Regions from separate parts of the Sus scrofa genome. Here region 1 is linked to region 2. Evidence: chromatin contacts called from public Hi-C data. All regions are on one chromosome and are shown on one strand. Each heading gives the region's core, a stretch centred on a gene start, on an enhancer-like site or on the middle of the called end of the contact. The rest is flanking DNA. Distances are from core to core; before and after follow the strand shown. Region 1 holds the start of SIX4 (SIX homeobox 4). Region 2 holds the start of SIX1 (SIX homeobox 1).

Evidence for each region. A called contact is a pair of places that touch in the nucleus more often than the background predicts.
Region 1: a contact with region 2 is called in a Hi-C map of skeletal muscle, with 2.0 times the contacts expected there. The contact joins the promoter of SIX4 here to the promoter of SIX1 in region 2. A contact is called at or near these places in 17 of 47 Hi-C or Micro-C datasets (alveolar macrophages, brain, embryonic fibroblasts and 8 more) and 1 of 2 datasets of contacts at active chromatin or transcription factors (skeletal muscle).

What each region holds. Positions count from the first base shown.
Region 1 is chr1:189,678,894-189,684,280 of Sscrofa11.1, forward strand. SIX4 (SIX homeobox 4) reads right to left here and starts at 3,485. Exons shown (of 3, transcript NM_001244614.1): 1 at 2,614-3,485. The coding sequence starts at 3,485.
Region 2 is chr1:189,622,757-189,628,908 of Sscrofa11.1, forward strand. SIX1 (SIX homeobox 1) reads right to left here and starts at 1,896. Exons shown (of 2, transcript NM_001199718.1): 1 at 1,041-1,896. The coding sequence starts at 1,600. LOC106509125 (a long non-coding RNA gene) reads left to right here and starts at 173. Exons shown (of 2, transcript XR_001306416.1): 1 at 173-449; 2 at 4,305-5,460.

The DNA.
Region 1 (5,387 bases), core at 2,235-4,734, 58 kb after region 2:
TCTTTTGTTTTGGCTATGATGCCTTTCAGCAGATTCTGACCAGGGATTCTGGGAAGATGAACTCTCATATCTCAATAATCTTTACTACTAATAAATTCAGGGTAAATCCAGAGGTCTGAAAGATGTAAATTCAGCTAACAGGATTTTCAGGAAAATTGTATGTATCTTTTTTTATAGCATTGAAATTATTTCTTACTGGTAATTATGCTGCTACCTATACCATAGAAAAAACGTATCAGAAGAGGTGGTCAGTTTTTTGGGTTAGGAACTCTTTCCCTTCCCCTCAAACCAATCCAGATTAGTCTGATTTCAGAGATAAATGAAACTGCCAAAGGAGCAGGAGGTGGGAAGTACTCAGTTTTGTTTGCCAGTTAGTTAACAAGAAATCATTTTCTCACCTGCTCCCAAACTTCTACTCCACCAGACTGACAAATGTCTCATTCAACAAAGTGGCTGTCCTTGTTGTAGGAAAAGCACTTTCAACCCAAGAACTGTTATGTGCAGTCGCCTTTGAATCCAAAGGAAGCCATAGGGGCCTATTTAACAAACATCATCCAGTGTCCTGGTGAGGTGGGAGGTAAAGGGTGTGGGTCACTCAGTGGCCTTGTACCTATCAGGCCCCTTCCCCAGCACCCTCAGCCCTGTTCTGTTCCAGACAGGATTGTGTTCCTCAGCTTTCCGATTTGGGGTGAAATACCAAATCCGGGGCGGGGTATTGGTGGGGGTTTCCCATTTGGTCTGAGCTTGGGAGAGAGGGGAAAAAAGGGGGGTGTTGGGCAGAGGCAGTTTGGAGCGCGGCGGGACCTAGCCCAGCAGAGGATCCGACATCCCTGCAGTGTCCGGCAGTCGGTTCGCTTTCATGCAGAGGGGAGGGGATTACCCGGGCTTTGGGCTGCGGGGCCAGGAGCGCAGAAAGCGCTTTGATTTACGAGCTGAGGCTGAGCCGCCGTCGCCGTCTGCAAGGGTGACTCACCGGGGGTGCGGGTGGGAGGTAGATCCGGAGAGGGGCCTCAGCCAGGCAACTGGGCCGGGGGCGGGGCGGTGTGTGCGGGGGGCGGGGGTCGAAGCTGGCAGAGTGTGGCGAGGCAGACCCTGGGAACCCGCCTTGCCGGCGGAGCGGAGGCTGCAGTCTGCGCCCGCTCCCCACGCCCCCTACCCCTTGCCCCGGGGATTCTGTTCGCGACAGGGCCCGCAGTCTCAGGCAGACGCCGGGTCAGGTGGCGTGGAGTTACTAATGCGTCTGCTCTGGGTCTCCCCGCAAGTCTGCGCCGGGGTGTACGCAGGTGGCAGTGCGCGCCTTGCTTTGGTTACCTGGAAGCCCAGCTCGGGCACAGAGCCTCCCTCCCTGCCTTGGGCGAGGAACGCCGGAGCCGTCGCTCCGGCCCCCGCAGGAGCGCATGGCAGGAGCGGCCCGCGCCGGGCTCTGGAATGCGCCAGGTGATCGCCTTCTCCCCGCCCGGCCGGGCTCCCCGGCTCCCAGATTCCTTCCCTTTACAGAACCTTCGAGCTGCTTTTGGATTCTTTCTCTCCTATGCCCGCGGGGCTGGAGACACCATCCCTTTAGGCGACCTTCTCCTTACTTTACTTCGCCCAACAATACACACAGACACAGAGACTAGGTGCCTGACTCAGGAAGACGCACAAAAGAGGTGGGAAGCCCGGTATTTTCTACCGGTTGGGGAAAAAAACACCTGGCAGTCAAAAAGTTCCAAGCCGCCAGGGTGGGCGCTCAAGGAGGTGCAGAGTGGAGAGCGCCCCCACTCCTTTCCCGTTGTCCGCCAATGGCTTGTCTGCGCCCACTCCCCCAACTACACCCGCCAGGAGGGAGCCACCGAGTGTTCGGGGCTGAGGAAGCAGCCCTCCAGCCCCACCACCCCAGCAGCGCTGAAATCCGAGACTAAGGAGTTCAGAATCAGGTTTCAAAACACCGCAGAGCAGAGCCGCACCAACACCCTACAGTTGCCGCGGCCGCGAAGGGAACCACAGCGGGCAGGGTGAATGATTAACTCTGTCATATAAAACCTCGACGTCCCCAGACCCCTTTCCGCGCCGCCAGCCGCCGCCAACTTTCCCCTCCCTCAGAGCGGCCACGGTCATCTTCAGCGCAGGCTCCGGGCAGCTGAACCCCAGGGGTCCCGGAGCGCGTGCGCGCGCCAGGCCGGTGTAACCCAGTGGAGGTGCAGACCCCGGCGGGCGCTGGCAACCTCCGTAGGCCGCCGGCGGCCACGAGAGCTGCCTTTCCGGCGCCTACACAAGCCCCTTCGCCCGGCCAGAACCGGGGACAGAGTGCCAACTTCAAAGCCAGCGGGATGGGGGTGGGAAACCGGGCAGCAGTGACCAGCCGCGGTGGGGGCGGGGATTGAGACCTAGGCGGGCGACGAGAAACTTCTTGGGGGAGGTGGGGGAGGGTAAAGAGTGAGGTTCTCCCGCCCCTCGCTACCGCTGCCCCCCCTCCCCCCGGCCGGGGAGAGAGGTAGGGGGCGGGGAGAGGTGGGCAGCCGGACCAAGCTGGTGGGGAAGGTAAGCGCCATGTTTGCGAGCACTTGGAGGAAAAGAAAGCTGGGAAGGGGGTGGGGGAGAGGAAGGGGGAGGAGGAGGAAAGTTGGCGCTCACCTTTTGGACTGGGTCTCAGAGGGGTTCCGATCGCGCTGCCGGCGGTTCTTGAACCAGTTGCTGACCTGGGTGAGGGAGAGGCCAGTGATCTTGGCCAGGTGCCGCTTCTCGGCGGGCGAAGGGTAGCGATTCTGCTTGTAGAGCTCCTTGAGCGCGTTGCGCGACTTCTCCTTGAAACAATACACCGTCTCCTCGCCGTCCCAAATGGTGCGGGGCAGGGGGAATTTCCTGCGCAACCGGTACTTGTCCACGGCGCCCAGCGGCCGGCCGCGGGCTCGCTCGGCCTCGGTGTAGCGTGCCTTGTACCAGAGCTGCTGCAGCAGCGGGTGGTTGGCCGATTCGAAGCTGTGGCTCTCGAGGATGCTGTAGAGCTCAGGGTAGATGCCCTGGTGGAAGGCCACCAGCGCCCGCGCCTTCAGCAGGCTCTCGTTGCCACGTAGCAGGTCGCTCTGGGGCAGGGACCACAGGAACCGGGCCAGGCGGTCCAGGTTGCCCCCCTGCTGCAGCGCCTCGCACACGCAGGCTACATGGTCTGGCGAGAAGGCCAGTGGGGTCTGCGCAGCAGCGGCGGCGGCGGCCACGGCGTGGTGGTGCCTGCCCAGAAGTTCCGAGTGGAGTTGTACCTGATCGGCCGCTGCTCCAGCCGCCGCCGCCGATACTGCCCCTTGCTCTCCGCTCACCCTGGCGGCGGCGGCCGCGGCGTCCCCCGGCTCCAGGGGAAAGGGGGCTGGAGCCGGGGGGCTCAGCCCCGCCGTCGCGCCCCCCGCCACTTCTCGGGGTGCCTCCTGCCCTTCCGAGGAGCTTTCCATCCCATTCTCCTGCTTGATATCCGCCGCACTTGCAATCTGCCCGGTGGGGGAGGAAGAGGACATTTTTTTTTTGTTGTTTATTTTCCTCCCTCCCTCACTCCCTCGCACTCTTTTCCTCTTTCTTTCCCCCTCTCTCACTCCTCCTTCTTCGTCTCCCTCCCCCCTCCCCCCCTCCGGAAAGCCCACTCCCTCCCTCCCGGTTTCGGCTGGATCTGGCCGATCAGGTTTCCCCCCGGCCACGCAGTCACCATTAAGATAGCTGCTAGAGCAAAGTAGTGTAAAAGGATAGCTGCTTTCTGCCGTTCCCCCAACGTGACTCCTCGGGTTGCTGCATACTATATGGCACTGGCGGCCGGGCCGGCCCGACCGCGCCACCTCATTGGCTATTTCACATTCAGAGGGAGGAGGAGACACCGTTTCTATCCCTGTCGATCACCCGCCTCCCACTCCACCCCTTGCCTTCCCCTCTCCCCCTGACCCCCAGGCACCTATACCTGAAGGGAGGCACCGACATTCTTTTCAGGCCCTGCTCCTGGGCGGGAACATGCCTAATGGGGCCTGGTAACTGGACAACAGACTCTTTCAGAGAGAGTCCCTACGATTCCAGAGGGAATATGAATTGTTGGGCATTAAGGTGCGGATGCTAAACTCTTAACAAAGAGACCACCCTCAGCATCTAGATGATAAAATTTCAGAGAACAATTCAGAAGCTTTCCTGGTATCTCTCTACTGCCCTTCACTCCCCTTTCTGATGTCTTTATTAAGGATTTTGCATTGAAAAGGGTCAAGAATAAAATGGCACTAGGGAATGCTCTAATGGGGAAGCATTTACAGGAAATTAAAATTCCAAAAGCGGGGGGTGGGGGGTGGGACACTGAAAATGGTATAAATAGCCCTCTAAGAAGATGAAAACAAGAAGGCTTCAAAAAAATGTGTTTAAGTCACTTGGAGGGCTGGCTGCCCAACTGAGTTGGTGATGCAACTAAGCATATAGAACTTTTAGCTATAAGTTTATCCTGGGTCAGCAGAGTGGAAGAGGTCTAAGCTTTAGATTATAGTAGCAACAGTATGGAAATTTAAATCTCCCAGATGAACCCTTTCAGTATAAGTGTATTAATTGTTTTTTAGAGATGATATTCCTGGTAGAAACCATCTCTATGTGCAGGTGTCTTGGAGTTCAATGCAGGATCAGCAGCCATTTCTACAGCATAAACAGATGGGAGACTGCCTTCTGGTTTGCCCTGAAGGGTTTGGGGGTGGAGTCTGATGCTTTTTGCAGTTATATCTCTTTGCTTCATGGTTTGCATGAGATCTTACCTCAAAAAAGGATGAACCCATATCTGCTTCTCTGATTAAGATGGTTCAGTTGAGTTTGTGTCTGGTACTCTTTCTCAAAATGCAGCATCTTAATGACATCATTCTAATCTTTAATTCTATGTGGACTTGTATTGTTTCTGCTTCCCAGTTACCCAGAAATGCTTACTTCAATGTATTATAAAGCAGCTGTTTAGGTCACCTGCTATCATGATCACCTTGCTGAAGTTTTCTTTTTTTGTGGACAGGCTGAATTTCATTGCTGATCAATGACCAAGAAATCATTTGGTTTTGAATTTAACTTTTGTGCTACCTTAATGAAGCCAGCACTGACATCTCTGGTAGATTCAAAATTTATAGAAAAGACCACATGTTTCTACTCCATTGGGAATATCCAGTTAAATATCGGACTTCTGGACAATATCTGAAACTCATAACTTTGAATTTTTAAAAATATGCTTTTTATTTTAGAAGAATTTTGACTTAAAATAAAGTCATAAAAAGAGTACAGAGAGTTCCCACTTACTCTTTATTTTTTTTTATTATTTTTAAATTTTTTGTCTTTTTTGCCATTTCTTGGGCTGCTCCCTCGGCATATGGAGATTCCCAGGATAGGGGTCGAATCGGAGCTACAGCTGCCAGCCTACACCA
Region 2 (6,152 bases), core at 646-3,145:
ATCCAGACTTGGCTTTTCCGCCCAGAGGGGAGCAGGGCGGCAACATCTTCGGCCCCCAGGCTCTGAGGCGAACAAAAGAAACCCGGCCGACCCGGGCGCTCAGGTTTCGCGCAACCTGCTCGGCTCCCCGGAGTGCTCTCCCCACCGCCGCCTCCCCCACGCTCCTCCGAACCTCGAGCCTCGGTCGGAAGCGACAACACCCGGCTGGAGCCCGGCCAGGTGGCCGGGATGCTGGCGCGAGGAGGGCAGAGGCAGAGACAGATAAAGAAAAGATTGCCCTCTGAGCTCCAGGGCGAGAGAAGTATGAAACTGGGCATCCCTGCCTCGCCTGGGGCGGCAGCGGCGAGGACAGCGGACAGACTTGCTGCGCCCGCCGCCTGGCCACCGGCGAGGAAGCCAGCGAGGAGCGATCCATTCTGGGCTTGAGGCGCCTGGGAGTACATGCAACGGTAACTCGCCCCAAACTCTTGATTTCTTTTGAAAGATTCCTCCTTTTGTACAATTAGTGCGGGATGAAGCGACCTCTGGCCCAAAAGACTACAAGGAGAGAGCGAGTGCAGGACGAGGCGGGAGGGGAGACCGAACAAAAGTTTCAGCCAGCTCCACTCCTCCGGGGAGCAAGAGGAAAAAGGCTCGAGATCCTCCCTCCCTACTGAATCCCTTTCCTCAAGATCACACCTTCCTTTCTAATTTATCTAGAAACCCATTCTCGACCCGTCACTCCTGGCCCCCGCCAGCCTGGGAGGCATGAAAAACAAACCTAGCGCCAACATTTCCCGACACTCACATCCCAGGAAACCCACGCGCGGATGCTCAAATCAGAGGAGCCCCCCATCCCGAGCAAGCGATCTCAGAGTTCATGAACTTTCGCCGCAGGGCCGCGGAGGCCCGGGCGCCGCCCCGCGGACTGGCTCAGGCAGCAGGGACCTTTGCGGTGGCTGGTGCCTGGGGCGGGGAGGGGGGTGGGCGGGAAGAGGCGGAGAGGGAGAGGAAGGAAGACTTCCCCGGGTCCCCTGATTGTCAGGAATCACACCCCGTACCTTTCCTTGGCCTCGGCGGCCCGGTCTCGTTGCCTTCGGTTCTTGAACCAGTTGCTGACCTGGGTGGTGGTGAGGCCGGTGGCCTCGGCCAGCTCCCGCTTCTCACGCGGCGAGGGGTAGGGGTTATGGGCGTACCACTCCCGCAACACGCCCCGCGACTTCTCCTTGAAGCAGTAGCTGGTCTCTTCGCCGTCCCAGATAGTGCGCGGCAACGGGAATTTTCGGCGCACCCGATATTTGCCCACCGCGCCCAGGGGCCGACCGCGCAACTTCTCAGCCTCCACGTAGTGCGCCTTCAGCCACAGTTGTTGCAGCTTGGGGTGGTTGTGAGGCGAGAACTGGTGGCTCTCCAGGATCTTGTAAAGCTCGCGGAAGTTGCCGCGGTGGAAGGCGACCACCGCCTTGGCCTTGAGCACACTTTCGTTCTTGTGCAGGTGGTCGCAGGCTGGCAGCGACCACAGGAACCTGCCCAGGCGCTCCAGGTTCCCACCTTGTTGCAGAACCTCGCACACGCAAGCCACTTGCTCCTGTGTGAAGCCGAACGATGGCAGCATCGACATGGCTGGGGCCTGCCGAAGCGCACTGCCGGAGCGCACGCGGCAGGGAGCAGAGCCGAAAAAGCCGGGGGCGGCAGCCGCTGGGAGGGGGGGGCGCGGCTGCTCCTAACCCCCTCCCGAGGCTTTATGCAGGCGGAAAGACAAGTCAAGACTTGGGGACGACCGGCCAAAGAAGAAAATGAGTAGGGCGCGCACTGGACAGGGAGCGGCCGGCTCACTCCGCAGCTTTTCGGGCCTCTCAGGCTTCGGTCTCCCGCCGGGTGGATGCTGCTCGTTGCCGGGGAACTTGGTTTCTGTTCTACCCGCAGCTGCCTTAAAGCGCGCAGTGTCCCCGGCGCGCTGATTGGCTGCGGGCGGCGCCTATCCGGGGCTGGCCAGCCTGCTCGCCGCCTGGCCGGGCCGCGAGGCCCCGCCGCCCCGCGCGGGGAGGGCGAAGCTGTGGAGCGGGGGCGGGTGGGGAGTGGTGGGAGGAGTGGGACCGCGAGAGGTGGGAAGCGAGATGGGGAGGGAAGAGGGAGAGGCGCTTCGCGGGGACCGGGGGCGGTGGGAGTGGGTGAGTACGTCAGGACCCTGCAACGTGAGCCCCCTCTGCAGTGTCATCTAAGGGCAGCCGCTCTCATCTCTGCACAAATCAATGACTCCAGACCTTCATATTCCCCTTCTCTTCCTCTGTACCCCTGTCCCCGTCCCTTGCAGACTCGCCCTTTCCCGGTGAGCTCATATTTAATTACCTTAATGTTGGAATGAATAAGTAATGGATTGATGAATAGCTTAGAGAACGCGATAAATAATACAAGAGCAAGCAGATCAGTGCTCCGGACTGCAGCCGCTGGAAGAATGGCTTCAGCTCTAGGAGCCAAACCTAATTTCTCCTCTCTTCCCTCCTGCCCCCACCGCCCTCCAAAGGACTTGAATACTCCCAACTGCAGAGTACTTCTCATGTTCTCAAAAGGCCGCTACTATTTGGGACAGCGCAAAGAGCTGTTTAGAGCATAGTGGCTGAGCAATTGCTGAGGGTTCATTTGTGATTCGGTATCTTAATATTCTATGCTTTAAGTCGGCAGGCCTCTGGGCTCAGTTTCCACATCTGAGCAGTTGCATTTTCCGAGGCCACCTCTGCTACTGAGGAATGCCGAGAAGCTTTACTTGCTATTAGCAAAAATGCCCTGGGAACTTCACACGAAAGGCGCTGGATGGGGTGTAAATTAAATAAAACTGTGTCCGGCTCCAATAGCCCTCCGGTTGTAATATAATCCTTGCCCTGTTCTGAGAGGGACACTGCCCTCAAAGGGAGGAGGACAGTGGCTCCAAGAAGATTAAATAAAGAAGTGTGTGTGTGTGTGTGTGTGTGTGTGTGTGTGTGTGTGTAGATTGCAATGCTGGCCTATTTTACTGCCAGAGAATGAGAGATGTCCTACAATTTCAGTCCCATCATCTGTTATTTTGTGTTTGTGTAGAGAATGCTTAGTAAAACTGTAATTATTTTAAGCCTCATTTGCACACCTTGTTCCAAAGCAATTATTAAAAAGATTTTGAAAACAATTAGCATCTCTAAACAAAGATAATCTATTGTCAGTAGCTGAGACTGGCAAGAGATAAGAACAATGCAAGGAGATAAGGGGAGCCAAAGGATAGAAAGATAGTGACTTTATGGCTCTAGTTAACTCTGATTAGATAAGTTCAAAACAGAATTTTAAGCACATTTCAAAAATGCTTTTGACTTAAATGTGTCCTTTTAGTGACTGTGAGGAACAAACTCTAGATTCTTTAAACTTGCTTGTCTTCTTTAAATCTGCAAGAGCTCAGCACCACCGAACAATTTACATATTGAGACATAAGTGGGAGTGGGAGGAGAAGCAATGTGTGGGTTTCTCCTTATATTATTTATATGGTTTTAAAATGATGCACCCAGTCCAGTGCACCCTGGAACGTGCATTTTAAAATCATAAAAGGTTTCCACCTCCTAGCTGTCTCTGGGGAGACTCTGAGTAAGACACAAAGCTGCTTCTCTGCTGATCTCCCAAACAATGCATTTTGCGTCTTTGAAACCCTGCAGTATCCTGTGCAATTAGACCTTGAAAACAGATGCTGATATTTCATTGTATTTAGAATTATTTGAAAATGCATTTAATGGGTGCATACTATCTCAAAAGAGCCCCTAGTATATGGTGCACCCAATGACTTACTTTCTAAACTGGAAACCTGGCAAAGCAGAGCCCAAGCCCATGTGTCTGGTAATTTTCCCTCATGGTCTTATTTTAGTACTCATGATGTTTCAGATGAAGTCTTGAGGAACTGCTATGTCCTGCCAGGAGGAATGTCTCTGTTTGGAATGCTCCTTATTGGCATGGCAGCTCTGGGAGGATCAGAACAGATACTTAAATTCAGCTCTTAAAAATCAGCTAATATCCTAAAGTCTGGAGCAAGTGCACAGAATTACAATGTGTGTGTGTTGGGGGGAGTAGGGGAGGGATTCTGTAAGTACAACCAGTCTCTTAAAAGACAAATGGTATGTTGAGTATGGGGTGTACTCTATAATTAAAATTTTCGTATGAGGAAAGAGGTACAGCTTGGACAAATAAGAGCAGGTATAAATTTGCAGGGAATGATGGGGAGCAGAGAAATGACAATTAGATACCAATATTACCACCTTTTCCCCAGCTTCCTCCAGACCTCCTGACCACTTCTTTTCATCTCTCTTCAAAAGGAACTAAGAAGTACTGAGAAGTTGATGACAACTGGGAAGACGACCTAGTGGATGTGCCAAATGCAGGCACCTGGGTTGATGAGATGTGGAACTCTTCCTTGGAGGCCATGCCCAGCCCGACAGCCTTTCTCCTAGCATTCAATCCAGTAGATCGTGTGACTAGAAAGGAAAAGTGCTATTCGCTTTGTACCAACGAGCCTACCTGCTATTTCGATCCCTTGGTTAGGGGAACCAATTGTTATAAATGTTAATTATTGGCTCGGATATATAAGGTTTCCCAAAATGGAACCTTTCACTGAAAACCACTAAAAGAGGTAAAATGACATGAATTTACAAACCACATAAACCAAATGATCCATTTTAAATCGCACACGGAAAGGTTTGACTCGTTCTAGTAACTTAAAACCTTTTGCTGTCAATGCAAATCACAAGAAAACAGAGATGCGTCGGAAATTTAAAGGCGACGAGCAACCCTAGCTGCTGCTCTCGCAGCTTCGTGGCTCCCGAGGGTAACGCGGCTGGAAGGGGGCTCCCAACGCCAGGTTTCTGCTGGCCAGTGCCTCTACTGTGCAGGTAACGGCTGGGTGCGCACAAAGAAAGTCAACGCGGAGGCACCAGTTGGTGATGGGGTTGACAGAAGGCCTTGGTTCAAAAACTTCTATCTGGGACCCACTTGTTTCCCTTCTGACTTGAAGAGAGGTGCTTTGAGGCTCCCGGCCCGCTTTCTTGGAATTCCTTTGCCTTCGAGAAGGACAGCGGGGATTCTGCTCTACCTACAGATATTTGGATAAGAAGGGCTTTGGGACCGGTGTTTCTCCAATAAATTAGCGTCGTCGCTCTGGGCAGCGCTGAGACGTCCCCAATCCTGACTGAAGTGACAACGCTGATCTTTTTCCTCTACTTAGTGGGAAACGCCAGGTGCCCTCGACCCTTGGGACCCTTGGGACCCGTGCTCCGACGGCGGCGGCGCCCACCTGCCTCCTGAGGACGCTGCTCCGCGCGAGCGCTGAATAGGCCGAGGGCTCAGGCAGGGCGATTTGCGGACCCGGAGAAGAGAAACCCAAAACCAGTCCATTAGTAAATGAGTTTTGTGTTGTCAAGGTTCTTTCCCATCCACTTGCTGTTCTGAAAAATAGATCACGTTTCGTTATCTTTAGTGGGAATCTGCAACGTGACACCGGATCCGCGCGCCCCCGCCTCTCCTCCCTGCCTTCCTTCCAGCCTCGTTTGGTCAGGCCAAGGGGAGCCGGCGGGCCTCCTCGGCTTATTTTTGAACAATGAAGATTTGTCTGTTCCTCTAATATATTTATGTATGGAGGGAGGGAGGGAGTTTTCTCCCGGAATTGGGAAGCGCGCGAGCAGAGCCTTCAGCTTCCTTGGTGCGAAAACACTGGGCCAACCGGTGAGGGCCCCCCGCCCACACCTGAACAAACAGAACCCGCTGCGAGCCCGGCTTGCTGCTCAAAACCTTGCCGCCCCGCGCGGCTCCTGAAAATACAGTCTCCACATTGTCCCCGGGGTCCAGGAAGGGAGAGAGAGGAGAGAAAGACAGGCTGGGACACACCGCCGCGAGGGAACTCAGATTGAAGGAGGACAGCGCCGGAGTGTGTGTGTTTGGAGAGATTATCTTCTCCCTCTGTGTGTCTCCAAGTCTAGTCTCTCTAAATGTGTCTCTGTATGTCTCTTTCTACCTCGTTTTCTCTTTTCAATCTGAAAGAGGAAGATCATACATTCTGTGTTTGAACCTGTTTCTCATTCCTTTATTCTCTTTTTTTTTTAAATCTCTTATCCTCATCTCATCCTCTCTCTCATTTTGTTCCCTCATTGTTTCATTCTTTCATTTCTCCT